Linked DNA regions of Arachis hypogaea: region 2 is linked to region 1. A link is a contact called in public Hi-C data. All regions are on one chromosome and are shown on one strand. The core of a region is the stretch at or near the end of the contact, and the rest is flanking DNA. Distances in the headings are between cores, read along the strand shown. Region 1 has its middle 4.7 kb from the start of LOC112792550. Region 2 holds the start of LOC140178042 (a long non-coding RNA gene).

Region 1 (7,575 bases), core at 3,538-6,037:
TTTTGGTTTGAGTAGTGAGAAAATCTCAAAATTTTGATATTTAGGGGAGGCTCAATCATGAGTTCTAGCGAGATTTTAACCCAAGGCTACGAGGAATAAGGTAAGAGAACTTTTTCCATTGTTTGTCCAAGTTTAATTTATAAACTTAGTATGAAATATGTGAAATCTTGTGATTAGATGGAATAGAGCTTGTTTGGATCATTTTGGAGTGAAGCTGAGCTAGCCTAGTAAAATTTTAGTGTGGAATTGACTCAAAGATTGTTTTGGTATGAAGTTGGTAGAGCTTGAACTGGTGGACTTTAGAGAAGAGTTTTTGAGGTTGACATTGCTGTCAACGAAGGTACGGGTCTTGATTCGGATAGACATTGTGTAAAGCTATGTGAAAAAATTTAGGATAATTATTCTTAAGATAGGATTGAATAAAATTGGTTGATGTTGTGTTAATTGGTTGTGATTTATGAATTGAGTGGTTATTGAGTGGTATACATGTATCTATGAATGAGTTAATTGAATATGAGTTGTGATATGTTTGATTATGATGTTAATTGGTATGAAAAATTGGGCCAGATGCTAAGATAGGATGAGATATCCCCTATATGGTAATTCCTAGTAAGTGGTGTATTTGTTATGAGTGTATTGTTGTTTGGATTAATGAGAAATTCATGTGAATGGATTGTTGGTTGATTATTGATGAAAAACTTTAGAAATGATTGGTGGATTGAAATTGGTTAATTAGGTGTTGAATGGTTAGGAAATGGTGAATGAGTGTTAAGAATGCCTAGTAAAGATTTTGGTATGATTTGGAATTGAATTGATGGAAAATTGGTGAAAATGAGCTTTGGTATAAATTTGGTAAAAACCAGTTTTTTTACCAACTTTGGTGCACCATAACTTGGTGCTTGAAGTTTGGATTCGTATGGAACTTATCTTAAATTGAAGCTAATGAAAAGAACTTTAAAATGGTTTAAGAACGGAAGAAATCAAAATTTTAGAGAGAAAGTTATGAATAAATGAAAATCAGTAAAATGAATTGAATTCTGAGATTATGCAGAAAATCAGAATTTCTGGTATGTGTGCATGGAGACAATGGTGTGCACGCACTAGTCAGGGAGCCTATAAATGTTCATGCGTACACATAGAAGGCATGCGTATGCACGAGCTGGGGAAGCCTTTCTAATTTGTGTATACACACAAGGGTGATGCGTACGCACAAGCCCTGTTTTCTCAATAAAATTTTATTTTTGACTGTTTGGATTTTTTGTCAAGCTTGTAACCTTCTATAAACTCCGATTAAGGTCCGATACCTAGTTTTTGGGCTCTGGAATGATTGTGAGTATATACGGAATGAATTAAAGTGAATTGTTCCTGAATAAACGCTTGTTTAAACCAAATGACATGGTTGCAGAGATGGTCATTCGTCCTACCCACAGTGAGGACGGTGGTATTATCATGCTCACGGGTTAATAAATTTGGCAATTGATAAAAGAATTGGGGGTTAATGAGTTTAATTGTGATAAATCTATAACGAATTAGGGTTAACGAACATATTAACTTATGAAACTAACTTAAGAAGATGATAATGATGAATTGTGGTCTGAATGACCATATTGGTGAGAAAGGTGACATTGTCCTGCTCACGAGATAAATAAATTAATAAATTGATAAAGAAAGGGAGATTTATGAATCTAATAACTCATGAAATTACTTAAGAACACTGTTAATGATCGATTAGGTCCTAAAGGGATGTTCATGGCAAGGTCAGGGTGATATCCTACTTGCGTATTGATTGGTTATTACCATTGGCACCTACACCGGATAAGGACAGAGGTTAATCCTGCTTGTTCTGTGGTTGCATTATAATTGTGGGAACGGAAGTTTTATCCCTCCGCAGTAAGAACAGTAGCATTGTCCCACTCACGAGACGAACGAATTAGTAAATTAAATGACAATGTGGTTAAAAGACTTAATGATTTTTAAAAGATCAAAGACTTTACTGTGAACTGATGTTTACTCGTAGCAAGGACGGTGGTGAATCCTCTTTGCACACTAAGATGAGTTATATCAGGGTAAGGACGATGGTTAATCCTACTTATTTAAGGTACCCAGTAAGGATGGTTAGTTAATTCCGCTTACTCGTGGTCTAATGTAATAGGCAAGGATGGTATTTAATCCCGCTTGCGTATTCCAGGCAAGACGGTTGGTGAATCCCACTTACTCGAGTCGGGTCTGGCAACATAACCGACGCATGAGCTCATGGCCAATAGGGTAGGCATGCATCATTTGTATTTGTGTGTATTGATTGGGTGTGCATATTGTATTTGGTCTTCCTTCTTGATTAATTGTATCTATATGCTAATTGATCTAATTGCTTTATCTGTTCTCTCTACTTATGTATTCTTTTTATTGATTTGTATGTGTTTGAATAACTGAGAGGTCGCTTATGCTGCCAATAGTAACGCCAAGGACTGTTCTTGATGAGATGTTAATGATTTAATGATTGGATGATGAAAATGAGTATTGATTGAGAATTTGAACTTCTTGGATAGATGCAAGGGTTGTGATTCGTTCCATTTGCTCTAGGTTGAGAAATTGAGAATATTAGTATAACTGATGACTTGTATTAAGTTGTTGATATTTGCTAACATTGTTGAGACTAATGATGATAATTGACACTACTGACACTGAATGTTGTTAATAATCATTGTTAGAGGCTGATAAAATCAGAATGGCTTAATGCTGAAAAATGAACAATAATGATATTTAGAGAAATAGCTTAGTGTTAGAAAGAATTGAGATTTGAGATAGTTAACAATGGCTGAGGCTTAGTAACTTAATCCTGTTTGAATTAGAAAGAACCCTAGGCTTGAACTTTGGAATGATTTGAGTATAGGATTACCTAGCAGGTTCATATCTTTTTACATTATCTCTATTCGGAATTATTATCCTACTGGAAATCTTTTAGTTCCCACCCGTTGTCAGATTTTTGTTTTCAAATACAGAATATGACACACCTCGTTGAGCATGTCGAACTCTTTAGAAAGCGAAGACTTTACTTTTGGGGTTTATTTATATCTGCTCTATGTAGTACTTTTTTCCACTTTTGTATATGTAGTTAAATATCCCTCTTAGAGGTTTGAATCATGGAGAAGCAAGATGTATTGTATGATCTTTGAGTTGTATTATGTTCTAGCCGACCTTTCTTTGCAGGTTGAGACTAGTACTTTATGTATGTTATCTATAGATTTTATACATATATCTTTTGTTTGGCATGTCGACGTTTGTTATCTTTGACGTTTTCGAGTGCTATACAACTTTTGTTCTGTCATATTTTCTTCACAAACTCCTAGATATATTATTATTCTTCATATATTATGTACCTTATGAATTTTAGAGGTCATAATGCTTCGCTGCCTCTAATTTACGGCTATAACGTAAAACTTGATGTAGTAGGGTGTTACAACATGAGAAGAATCGATTCAAAAGAAGTTGGTCGAGTAGCATACAGATTTTTATCAATGCTGCCTAGTAGAGATTTTATTAATAAGACAGTTTTGGCCAATAAATACGTCATTATAATGTTTGATGTGCACGGTTAATATTATATTTCTATCAATGTGTATATACCTAAATATACTTCATATTACACATTTTCGTTAATATTATATTTAAATCATTTAAATAAGAAATCCTAAAACCGGGTGACTTTTGTACATGTATCCTTACTATCAATATTAATGTAGGGTTCTAAGTGTCATATAATACGACCAAAAAAAAAAAAATTAACTCTGGATATAATTGCTTTTGCAGAATGTCATGGTAAATCTATCTTGTACAATTTATATATGAGCAAAATTAATAAGGAAATAATTAAAATACTAGTAGGTACTGGTATATATATTTTGGGATAATGAGCAAGTTGGCTATATTATATATGCATTCTAGTAGGCATCAACATACAACACCATCTCTGCACTTATCATAGTTGTTATCAACGGTAATTAAGGGTGGTCCAAGCTAAGCTTCTAACAATTTTGGATAAAACACAATATTACATTGCAAAATTAAGTTGACGGCAAATATCCCAGCCACAAACTTGTAACCTCTTTTTTTTTTTTTTTTTTTTTTTTGACATTCGGATAAAATTCTTCTATCGTCACCAGGTGTGTTGTCTCGAATTTTTGTCCCATCATTTATTATTCAGGAAAAATAAAAAAGATTCATCCTCACTCCTATTTCCGCATTTCTTCTTTTTCTTTATAAGAAATAAATAAATTAGGTCCAAATGAATAATAACGGGACCATTATAATAAATCACCCGTTGTAATCACATTGCTGTTGAACAAGTTACGTGTACTCAAGGATCTAACCATGGAATTAAAAAAAAAATTATATATGGAGGACATTAATTTTGCGAATATCATCGTAAGGGGTTATCCCATAATAGATGTATTAGACAAATAGCTAACATGGTATATGTTTTTGTTGCGTTGCGCATTATATATAAGACTCAAAATTGGTGTATCTTATCGTTCAATATTTGCGAAGAAATCAAAACTCTTTGATGATCACATTGACATACATGCATGCATGTGATGTGCCCTTTAGGCCAAACTCTATGGTATGTAGCAGATGATGGGCTATCTTGCATTGGACATTGATGTTCTACCTAATAATCATTGCATTCATGTTCACTTGTTCATCACTAGCCATATATATATTCTATTGTAGGGTTCTAGTGAATGTGCAAAAATCTATACTTCGTGATTTCATAGATTTTTTCATAGATTTACTAAGATATTATTCAAGCCTACATTCTATTTCTTGTGGCCTTTACCACACATATATATATGATGAAGCCGACTCAACCAACTATAGTTAATTCAATGTTGGGTAGTAAGGTATATATTTATTCTATTAAAAAAAGATATATAATTGTACAATAATATTTAACAGATGAAAAAAGTCAAAATAATCTAAATTTACCATATTTAATATTTATTTATTATATTATGTACATGAACAGAGATGGATAATTAATTTGATATTTGATTATTTGCAGGGGAAAAAAAAGCATAAGTAACTAGTAGATGAAAAATGATGATTAATTCTTTTGAGAGAGAAATTTAAATATTTTCGTAATAATTTAACAAAAAAATATTACATTTTTTAATTTATAATGTTGAAATATATTTTTATTCAATATTAAGAAAATGTTTCATTATTATTATTTTGGATAACAGCTAGCATATGTTGAGTGTGTTTGTTTTAGTGAGTGAGGATTTGTTTTTTATTTGAGTAGTGATAATTAAAGAACCAATAAATAATTAGTCAATTTCAGCAATGTAGAAAAACAATTTTTTCATTTATATTTTTTAAAAAATATTTATTTATCTATTTTTCTCTTTCTTTCTATCACTATAATTATTATTACTATTAGTCTCTGTTATAGTTTTCAACGACCACCAATAATTATTATCGTTTTATATTCTAAATATTAAATTATAAATTTTAAGTAGTAAATTTTAGTTAAATCTTTTATCCTAAATTATCTTAAATTAATTTTATTTTATTTGATTTTTAAAAATGTTTTATTTTAGTTTTAGATTTTTTTTTTAATTTTTAATTCTAAAATCTAAAGGATGAATATTGATGGGGAGATGGTGGTTTCCAATTTTTTATTTTTTTATTTTTTTATTATGTGGATGGTCGGTGAGAAGTTGTGGTAATTTACAATGCATGCCACCCAATGAGCCAAGTGTTGAGCAATAAAACGCGTGTCGTTTTGCTGATCGTACGACAATGCGAGCAAAAAGTGCTGTCAAGTCCCATCAAGGCATCAACCTTCAGCTATTTTCTTTTCATTCGTGGGACCCACTTTTCCTTCATCCAACGGTTCGGATTCATTCTCTCCCATGGATTGCCTAGATTCCACCCCTGCTTACGTCACTCTACTACTTCTCATTCAAAATCAAACCCAACCCATGCCATACACTTAAACATAGTAATAGTGATGATTATATTAGCACGTTAATCATTATTACCCAAGTACTAGATGTAACAATTATTGCGACACGCTAATCATTAGTTTGACTTTGACGCCCTCTTTAATCACTTAAAATCACATAAATTGCTGTGGACAGTTAATAATTTGAACGGTTAGGTTAAATTAAAGTTCTTTAAAATTATATGGTCTAATGTTGTTCTTGAATTATGAGGAACTTTAATATGATCATATGATCATATTCCTAGGTTACTACAATTAGTCATCATCCTAAGCAGTAGTCATGGATTGGGTGTACCTAACAATAAGGATCGAAAGAAAGACCATAAAAAAATCTATTTACTAAGAATAGTTCCATCAAATATTCTGTATATAAGGATGAATTTAATTTTAATGTACGGTTAATATAAAATAATTTTATATGTATATTTAATTATATAATAATATATTAATAAAAATAAATATTTTTTATATTAATTATATAAATAATTATTTAAAAAAATAAATATAATTATATAATTATATAAAATATTGTCAATAAATTAAAATTAAATTTATATAAAAATTAATAATTAAATTAATTATATATTATTTTATATCATCTATTTTGTATTTTAATAAATATTTCATACAAGTAATTGATGTAATAATTGATTTTTAGTGTATATTTAATATGTTTATAATTCAACCTGCCATATGCAATAATTCTATATGTAATATATTCTTCTTTAGCTATTAATTAATTATTATTTGTTTGCTTCTTAAAGTACGTTTTTTCCATCTTTTGTAAGTTCTTTCGTATACTTCCACGTTCCACACGCCAAAAATAAATAGTTGAATGCTGTTTTACACTGTAATCTTGTAATAATTTGATATAGCAATTAATTATTCATTATCTAAGTATAAATAAATAAGGTGAAATTAAAATGAAATTCTAGTTGGGTTAACATTTTGTTAGTTATGTTTAATATTTTTATTTGTATTTATAATTTCTGAATAAGATAATAAAATTGAAAGTTTATTATTATTACTTTCTTTAGAAAAAAATAGAAATGTGAAAGTTGTATGTAACTATGTATAGTTAATTTTTAAAATGAAAATAATTTTATAAACGAAATGAGCCATAATAATTTCTCTAAAATCAAATCCTTTAGTGGCTACCTAATTTCCCACTTAATTGTCCCTTCGTAATTATATCTTGACAGTAATAATAGTAAATGAAATTTCAAACAATTATATTTACACAACAATATTTCATACTTCTCACAAATTCTAATCACAGTTATATTTTACTTTTCTCTTTCACTCCTCTTATTCATTACTGCCTTAAATAAGTTCGTGAAAATATCGCATAAAAATTTTCCATGAAAAATAATATAACCATAATAGTTACAAACAATATTAAACAATATTCTGATAAATATATCTTACAATATAATAAAGTTATACAATAATAGTTTTTTTTCTTAATAAAATCACAAATTTCTGGGCTTTATTACTAAGCCCAATTAATCTGATTGGATCTCTGTTGATCCATGTTTAAGAACTTTTATTAAGAGATCAACACATTAATT
Region 2 (7,575 bases), core at 3,682-6,181, 42 kb before region 1:
TAATTAATTAATAAATTAATTTTTATTTAAAAATTAAAAAATTAAATTTTTATAATTTAGAAAAGAAGAATGAATTAAAATACAAATTTTAACACTAAATTTAAAGATTTTGGTTCAAAATTAGGTTAAATGGGCCGAATTAGATTCACTTTGGGCCCAAGACCCAACCCACTTGCCATATAAATGAAGGGCATCAGCCCTTCTTCCCTCAAATGAAATGGAAACACGCTGAAATGGGTGAGCGGGAGAAGAAGCCATAGCTAAACCCTTGGTCCAATTTCATTTCATTATAACTTTCAATCCGAAGCTCCGATTGATGAGCCGTCAGCGGCCACGCGTTCATCTCAGAATTCTCTACAAAATTCATCGAACGATGTGGTGAGAAAATCATATTTGCTCACCCAGACTTCCCCTTTTTAGCTTCAAAAATCTTAAGTTTTGGTATTGAGAAATTGAATGATTTTGATGGTTTAGGTGAATTCTGACAACAAAAAATTATCGGGTTTTATCCAACTTCTCGTGGGTAATGGTAAGAAACTCATAAACCTTGTGAATCCTTTAATTATATGAGATTGAATAGTAAAATTAGTGGTTGTGTATGTGTGAAATTAGGTTTTGTACATGTGAATTGGAACAATAATGATGATGTTGGAAGCTTGAGCTCGGGTATTCAGAGCTGGAAACTCACTTGGTGAAAGCTTGGAGCTTTTGTTTCGAGGGCTTGCGGTGCCTTGTGGCTTAGGGAGAAATTTGCCAATGTATGGTTTTAGTTTCACATAGATAATATGTAATGTCATGTGAAACCATAGGCTAGACGACTATAAGATAGGTTGAAGCATGTATGTATGTTAAGTATTAGAATTGTTAATGAGATTGTTAAGCTAACTTGAAATGAATGTTGTTGATTGGTGACTGGATGAGGATTAACGAGGATATTGAATGTGAATGTTGAGCCTATGATGAGAATGTGGCGAATCATTGATTATTAATGAGTTTTGATAATGATTATGAGTAATGATAATAATTGATTGTTGATTTGTGAATAAGTTTGGATGATTATGAATTTGTTGGATTGAAATTGATAGAATTAGACATTGACACATTGAGAGAGGGGTGATAAGGGTATGGAAGGATTTTGGTTGGAATTTGGGTTGAAAAACTTTAGTTTGAGAATGAAATGTTGGTAAAATAGAGATTTGTGGATTTTGAAAAAAAAAAACTTATTTTTGACTGAGCTTTGACAAGCCATAACTCACTTTTCAAATCCCTAAACTTTTTCAAACTCATCTTAAATGAAAATTGGGTCCGTGAAGTTTACACCATTCAAAAAACGGATGAAAAACGATTTTTAACAAAAGAGTTATACACGTCGAAAGTTGGGTGTGCAAAAGACATTTCTGCAACACTTAGCAGCTTTTTGGCATTTAGAAGGGCTCACGTACACGAGTGCACACGCGACACGGCCGTTTGGTTCGGCCAGACATGCTCGTGTACACGGGAGTGCGCCGCGTATTCGAGAAGTGAAAATTTATATGCTCGCGTGCACGGGCAAGTACACGCAACCCGAGCAATCAATTCGGGCCAAGAGAGTTCGCGTACACGAGTGAGGAAATTTACACCCCCGCCTACGCGTAACACGGTACGCGTACGTGGAACCCTGTTTTTCAGCAAAATTGTGTTTTTGTGATTTTAACATGATTTCAAACTTTTAAACCTCTATTTTTACTTTCTAAGACCTTGAAACTTAGTTCTAATCATAGCGAGAAGGGTAAGCTTAGAGAAGGAGTTAACTTAACAGAGAAGAAAGATTTGAAGTAATGAATTGTGATTGAGGAAGCACGGAAATGATGGTGTGTAAATGAATGTGATATGTGACTCCTGGGTAGTAGGCAGTGGCGTTGTCCACTTGCTCCGGGTATGAGATGAGGAAACAAAATTACGAAAATTGAGTTTAATTATGAAATTTTGAATGAATATGAAAGAATTAAAATGATAACGAAAATGTTAATGAATTTTTGAATGTGAAACCTGGGCAGTAGCAAGGATTGTGATTCGTCTCGCTTGCTCTAGGTCAGCGATTGTGACGCCTGGGTAGTAGCAGCAGTAGTGGATTATTTCACTTACTCCAAGTTGAGCTTTTAAACACCTGCTTGGGTAGTAGCAGCAGTAGTGGTTTAATTCCACTTGCTCTGGGTTAAGCAGGTAGTAGCAAGGGTGTTGTAACTTTGACCTACTTGCTCCGCAAAGGGTGTTTCTTTTCACGGTTAGCTACCAGGACATGTCGGGTTGGCTATATAACCGACAGATGATATCATCAGCCATTGGACAGGCATGCATCATATGTATTTGTATGTTTTTCTTGGGTGTGCATTGTATTTGGATTGCTTAACTATATAACTCTGCTTATCTGCTACTTGTTTTACTTGCCGTAATTGTACCTCTACTTGTGTATTACTTGCATGCATTGTATGTCTATGCAACTGATATACCTCTCGTCTGGCGGAGGAGTGACGATGGAAGTTCCACCGAAATTTTGGAGGATTGGAGGAAAAGGAAAAAATGAGGGATTGAGTTAGAATAGATTAAGATAGAATTGAGTTAGACCTAATTAAGTGCTTTAGATACCCCAGCCACCTTGTTTCTGGTTTTAAATTATAACTTTATGATTTAAATTTGAGTGTCAAAATCTGGGATTGCCTCTAATTTTTACGAGACCTTATATATTATGTATGTGGGCACTATTACCATGCTGAGAACTACCGGTTCTCATTCCATATAAATATTGTTATTTTCAGATGCAGGTCGAGAGGCACCTCACTAGGCATCTGGAGTTTCAATTGCCGCGAAGATGGGACTTTAGGTTTTTTGTTTTGTTATGTATGTATATATTTTTACTTTCTTCGTACACAAGTCAACGTTATCTTGAGCGTTGCACTTTTATTTTTACGATTTTGCTTTAACCAACCTTCAAGACTCCTCAAATATTATATTCTTTCAACTATATTATATATTTATATTTTATTTTAGAGGTCGTAGTGTCACACTACCTCTGTTTTACGGTTTAAGCGTAAAACTCTGTGTGGTAGGTGTTACAATTTCTGTTCAAATTACCACCATTAAAACCACCATAACCACCTCTCTACCACCATTGCAATACAAATTACAACTATTAATAATAGCAAACAAAGAATAAATTAAAATTTTAGATCCAATCCAATTTAATATATAAACACAATTTTTAATCATCTAAATAATAAATAAATAAATAATATATGAATTAGAAAAAATAAAAGAGAGAACTAGATGGATATGGCAACGAGGAGGAGAAGCAGAATAATTGTAGAAAAGAAGTGCAGGCAAAACTGAAAGAGGCAGAGAGACGGAGATAGGTCTATGAGGTAGATTGAGAGATGGAGAGGGAGGTGCGACAAAGGCAGCGACGGTGAATTTGGTAAAGACGGATGCAAAGTAGAGGCAACGACGAATCTAAATAGAGAGAAACTCGGAGATAAGGAAGCCAGGTAGGAGAGAAGAGTTGAGATAGTGGAGATAAAGAAGATGATGAGAGACAGTGAAAGAGAAAGCGGGGAAGGAGAAGGAGAAGGAGAATGAGAGGCGGCAAAAAAGGATAAAAAAATAGAAACGGTGAAGAGGGACAGAGAAAGTGAGGCGGCAGTTGGGGTGGGAGGCATGGAGGAAGAAAGGAGGCCATGAGATAAAATGTAGGAAAGAAGAGAAAAAGAAATAGATTATGGTTAAAAGAAAAATGATATAAATGAAAATAAAAAAAGATAATAAGGACAAAAATAAAAATAATAAATTGTTTCTGTATTTCAAATGTGTGTCACATATTAAAATTAAAATATTAAAAATATTTATTTTATATTTATGTGTATATCACCGTATCTATAATAATTTTGTGTCTCATTAAATAAATAATATACATATATCACTGTATTTATGTTTTTAATGAATATGAACACCAACCAAATGGGCCCTTATAGATTGAGAGAGGGCCTTTTAATCCTAGTCTAGAACTTCACTTCCACTAGTTGCAAGAAAACAGATTAATCTAGTAATTATTAATTAATTTAATAGTAATTTTCAGAATATGTTTGAGTAAAATCTAGTTAAAACCCAGATGTGTCCTCTCTACTTCTAAACTTTAATTTATTCTTTGTGACTTACACTAATTGATTCCTTTGCTGGATCTTGAATCTTGAATGCCCTCGCCACATTAAATACCAAACTTGGGACTAATATTAATAAATCCCAACAATAGTTTGATTAGCTTCTCTCGATTGAAATCAAAATAGTAAGAAACGTTTTTAAAACCAAAACTCGCACTGCATGGTTAATCCCAACCCACTTGCCATGCTTGGAATGTGGTCCCATTAATAAACGCGTGGATTCCTAAATAGGCTTCACATCCAAGTGGGACTTATTGGCAATCTTTTATAGATAAAGAGAGAATAATTTAATTTTTATATTTAATTTTATAATAATAAATTTTTAAAAATATATATTTAATACATTGAAAATATATAAAAAATATTTTCAATCATTTTTAATACTATTTTTAAATTAAAATATGTCCATAAAACATATGTTAAAGAAAAATAAATAAATAAAATAAAACAAAAAGTTTTCAAATATATCTAAAGGAATACTCCAGTAGTTTTGAATTCAACTCCGCAGAGATTAGAGAATACCAATATCCTCAAAGCTATAATCATTTGATTAAAAAAAATGTTGACCAACCCACATCACTGGTGGAGTATGTATAATTGTATATAATTCCCATTTTTCTACGTAACACTGAATATTTTATTTCAAACCCCAATTTAGTTGATACTTCAATGTCTAGTAGGTACTTCAATATTTCTCCCACAGTCCCACCACTACATCTTTGACTATGCCACATACATGTATATTTGTTTAAGAGTGATAAATAGATTAATCAAAATATAGTAGATGGAATCATCATTAATATAATGTAAATGAAAGAGATTCATTAGAGGTTTGACTTGAAACTTGAAAGACAACAGAATGTTGTTTCAGTGTAGGGGGAGTTGTAGGTAGGTCCAATTTTCATAATTAAGAGAGGATGCAAACATGGATTACTATAATTGAAAACAAGAACTCCTGGCTAATGGGATTTTTCTTTTTTCTTTTTCTTTTTTTTATTCTTTTCTTTTTGATTAGTAGTAGTACAGTATGTTGGAATTCCCTATGTCACCCGAAACATGGCCAAGAAAAAATCTAAGAGGCTGCTGGCATGCTTTCTTGCCCTGCTGCCCCCGTCTGCCAATTATACCTTTGAAACAAATGGCAAACAAAGAGGTTCCAAATGAACACATTTTGGTCAACATGTTCAATTCCCTGTTCCTTTTATCTCTATTGCTGTAAGGCTCTAATAATTTGGCCCGCTTGGATATTGACCTAGGGCAAAAATAGATACCAAGAAAATTATTGCTATAATTTTTAATAGTACTCTAGAACAAACAAAAAATAAAACAAATAAATAGAAAAATAGATAGATATTATTATTACCAGAGTAATAGAAATTGCTGTCATTTTTTAATAGTATTTAATTTTTTGAACATATTTAATTCCAAACATTCATGTTGACCAAAAATTAAATTTTTAAACTCTGTCAACAACTATAACTGTTAAATATGTATAATGATGACAGAATTATTATTTTTAAAATGTGTATCATTATCTTTGCATAATATTATTACATTCGGATAAACAACAATTATTATATGCTCGTTAACCATTTTAAAGAATTTGTGTTTGGGAGGAAAAAAAAGAATATATAAAAGGTGAAAGTTATTAAAAGGGAGAAAGAATATATATAGCAATTGTTTGGCAGAAGCTCCAATACAATATCACAAGTAGCACATGCGCTATAGTTTTATTGTGCTGCCAGCGGCTGCATTGTAGTTTCTTAGCTTATGTCGCAGTTATTATTGTCTATGGTATTGTTGCTGTCTAAAATAATAAAAAATTTAAAAATAAATTAAAAGTATAAATATTATTTTTTTATTAAAAAAAACGTTTTAATTTCCATTGTCCTTATTTTTTTAAAATATTGAAAAAGTAATTTTTTTTGTCTTGTAAAAAAGGCTACCTTTTTATATTTGTATCAAATACGTATCGAAAGGCAACTTTTGGGCCTAATTTAGTATAGATTTAACTTTGAGAGTACTTTGCTATAAGCATTTTAAAAATATTTGTCAATATTTTGAAGATAATGAATTTCGATAGTAAAATTCATTTTGCTTCGGTTATTATATTGAAAATTTAACTTATTATTATTAGGTAACAAATCAAACCACCTTTTTTAAAAGGGGGACTTGTGACTAGACACTTTTGATTAGGAGTAGTAATTATGATTAGCGACACTTTTTCAAGCTTTTTTTTTTTTGAAACTAATGAGTCATTACATATACCGACATGATTACGAGACGAACTCCACACAATATTCGGTTAGGGTTGTCTCCCTAATTCCTTGCTGCTGTATTCCTCTTAAGTCTTAACTGGTTTTGTATAGTTAAATCAGGATGTACTTATATTTTAATGTTTTAAAAACATTAACGGTTTAGTTAACATATGTTATAAAAATATTTATTAAGGTTATTAATTAAAGTTTTTACAAAAGTATAAAATTTAAATTTGTAAACATTCATTGTGTATTTTTTAAAATAAAAATTTTTAAGATTTACGAATAATAACCAAATGTTAGGTAAATCCAAAATAGAAAAACAAAATAAGCTTGTTCATTCTAAATCATTTAAAATACGTATAAGAAATTAATTTTAACACAATCAATATTATCCAATTTTTTATTAAATTATTTTTAAATTTTTACATTTTAAAAATTTTAAAATTTAAAATTTAGGATTAGGTGACCAGTAATAATAACTGCTGACCGTGGAAGTGAATAATGACAGTGAAAAGTGAAGTTGTGGTGTTAGAATGAAAAATGAGAAAAAGACAAGAACGCGTAAAAGACTAATTAAAAAAAAATAAAACTCTATGTTCAAGTAAAATACTTAACAAAGTCTAACAAAGTTCTTATAACTTTTCAAATAACGTGCCTTATTCTCTTTCTTTTTCTTTATTTGATTATTCTTCTCCTTCTCTGTTTTCTTCTCTTTCTCATTCTCCTCCTCTTTCTTCTTCTTCTTCTTTTTCTTTTTCTTCTTCCAAATTCGCGCACGCAGGTTCTTCTTCCCTTTGATTCCCTCCTCCTCCTCCTCCTCTTCCAATGTTGCATCTTCTTATTTTTTTTTTCTTTTTCGTTATCATCATCATCAATAACACCAATATGTCTTCTTCATCTTCTTCTCCTTTTGGTTCTGATTTTCTCAGATGCCATCATTAAATAATTATAATTCATTTATTAGTTTATTTCGGTTTATTTGTGTGTTAATTGAGGTTCACTTGAACCTGCTGATAAATATTGACCAAATTTTTTATTTCTCAAATTTCGATTCATTTCTTAGTTTAATTGAGGTTCATTTGGATCCAAAAATGAATTCGATGTGTTTTTATTAATTATTAAGT

What was found. A called contact is a pair of places that touch in the nucleus more often than the background predicts.
Region 2: a Hi-C map of leaf shows a contact between it and region 1, with 2.1 times the contacts expected there. The contact joins two enhancer-like sites. A contact is called at or near these places in 4 of 8 Hi-C or Micro-C datasets (leaf and an unstated tissue).

Annotation. Positions count from the first base shown.
Region 1 is chr13:143,874,478-143,882,052 of arahy.Tifrunner.gnm2.J5K5, reverse strand. No RefSeq gene overlaps it. Among protein-coding and RNA genes, the nearest start is that of LOC112792550, 4.7 kb to the right of the region's middle. Within about 2 kb of position 4,787, at least 1 of the 3 cell types and tissues checked has open chromatin away from gene starts, as enhancers often do.
Region 2 is chr13:143,916,142-143,923,716 of arahy.Tifrunner.gnm2.J5K5, reverse strand. LOC140178042 (a long non-coding RNA gene) reads left to right here and starts at 211. Exons shown (of 3, transcript XR_011870112.1): 1 at 211-378; 2 at 475-529; 3 at 613-1,038. Within about 2 kb of position 4,931, at least 1 of the 3 cell types and tissues checked has open chromatin away from gene starts, as enhancers often do.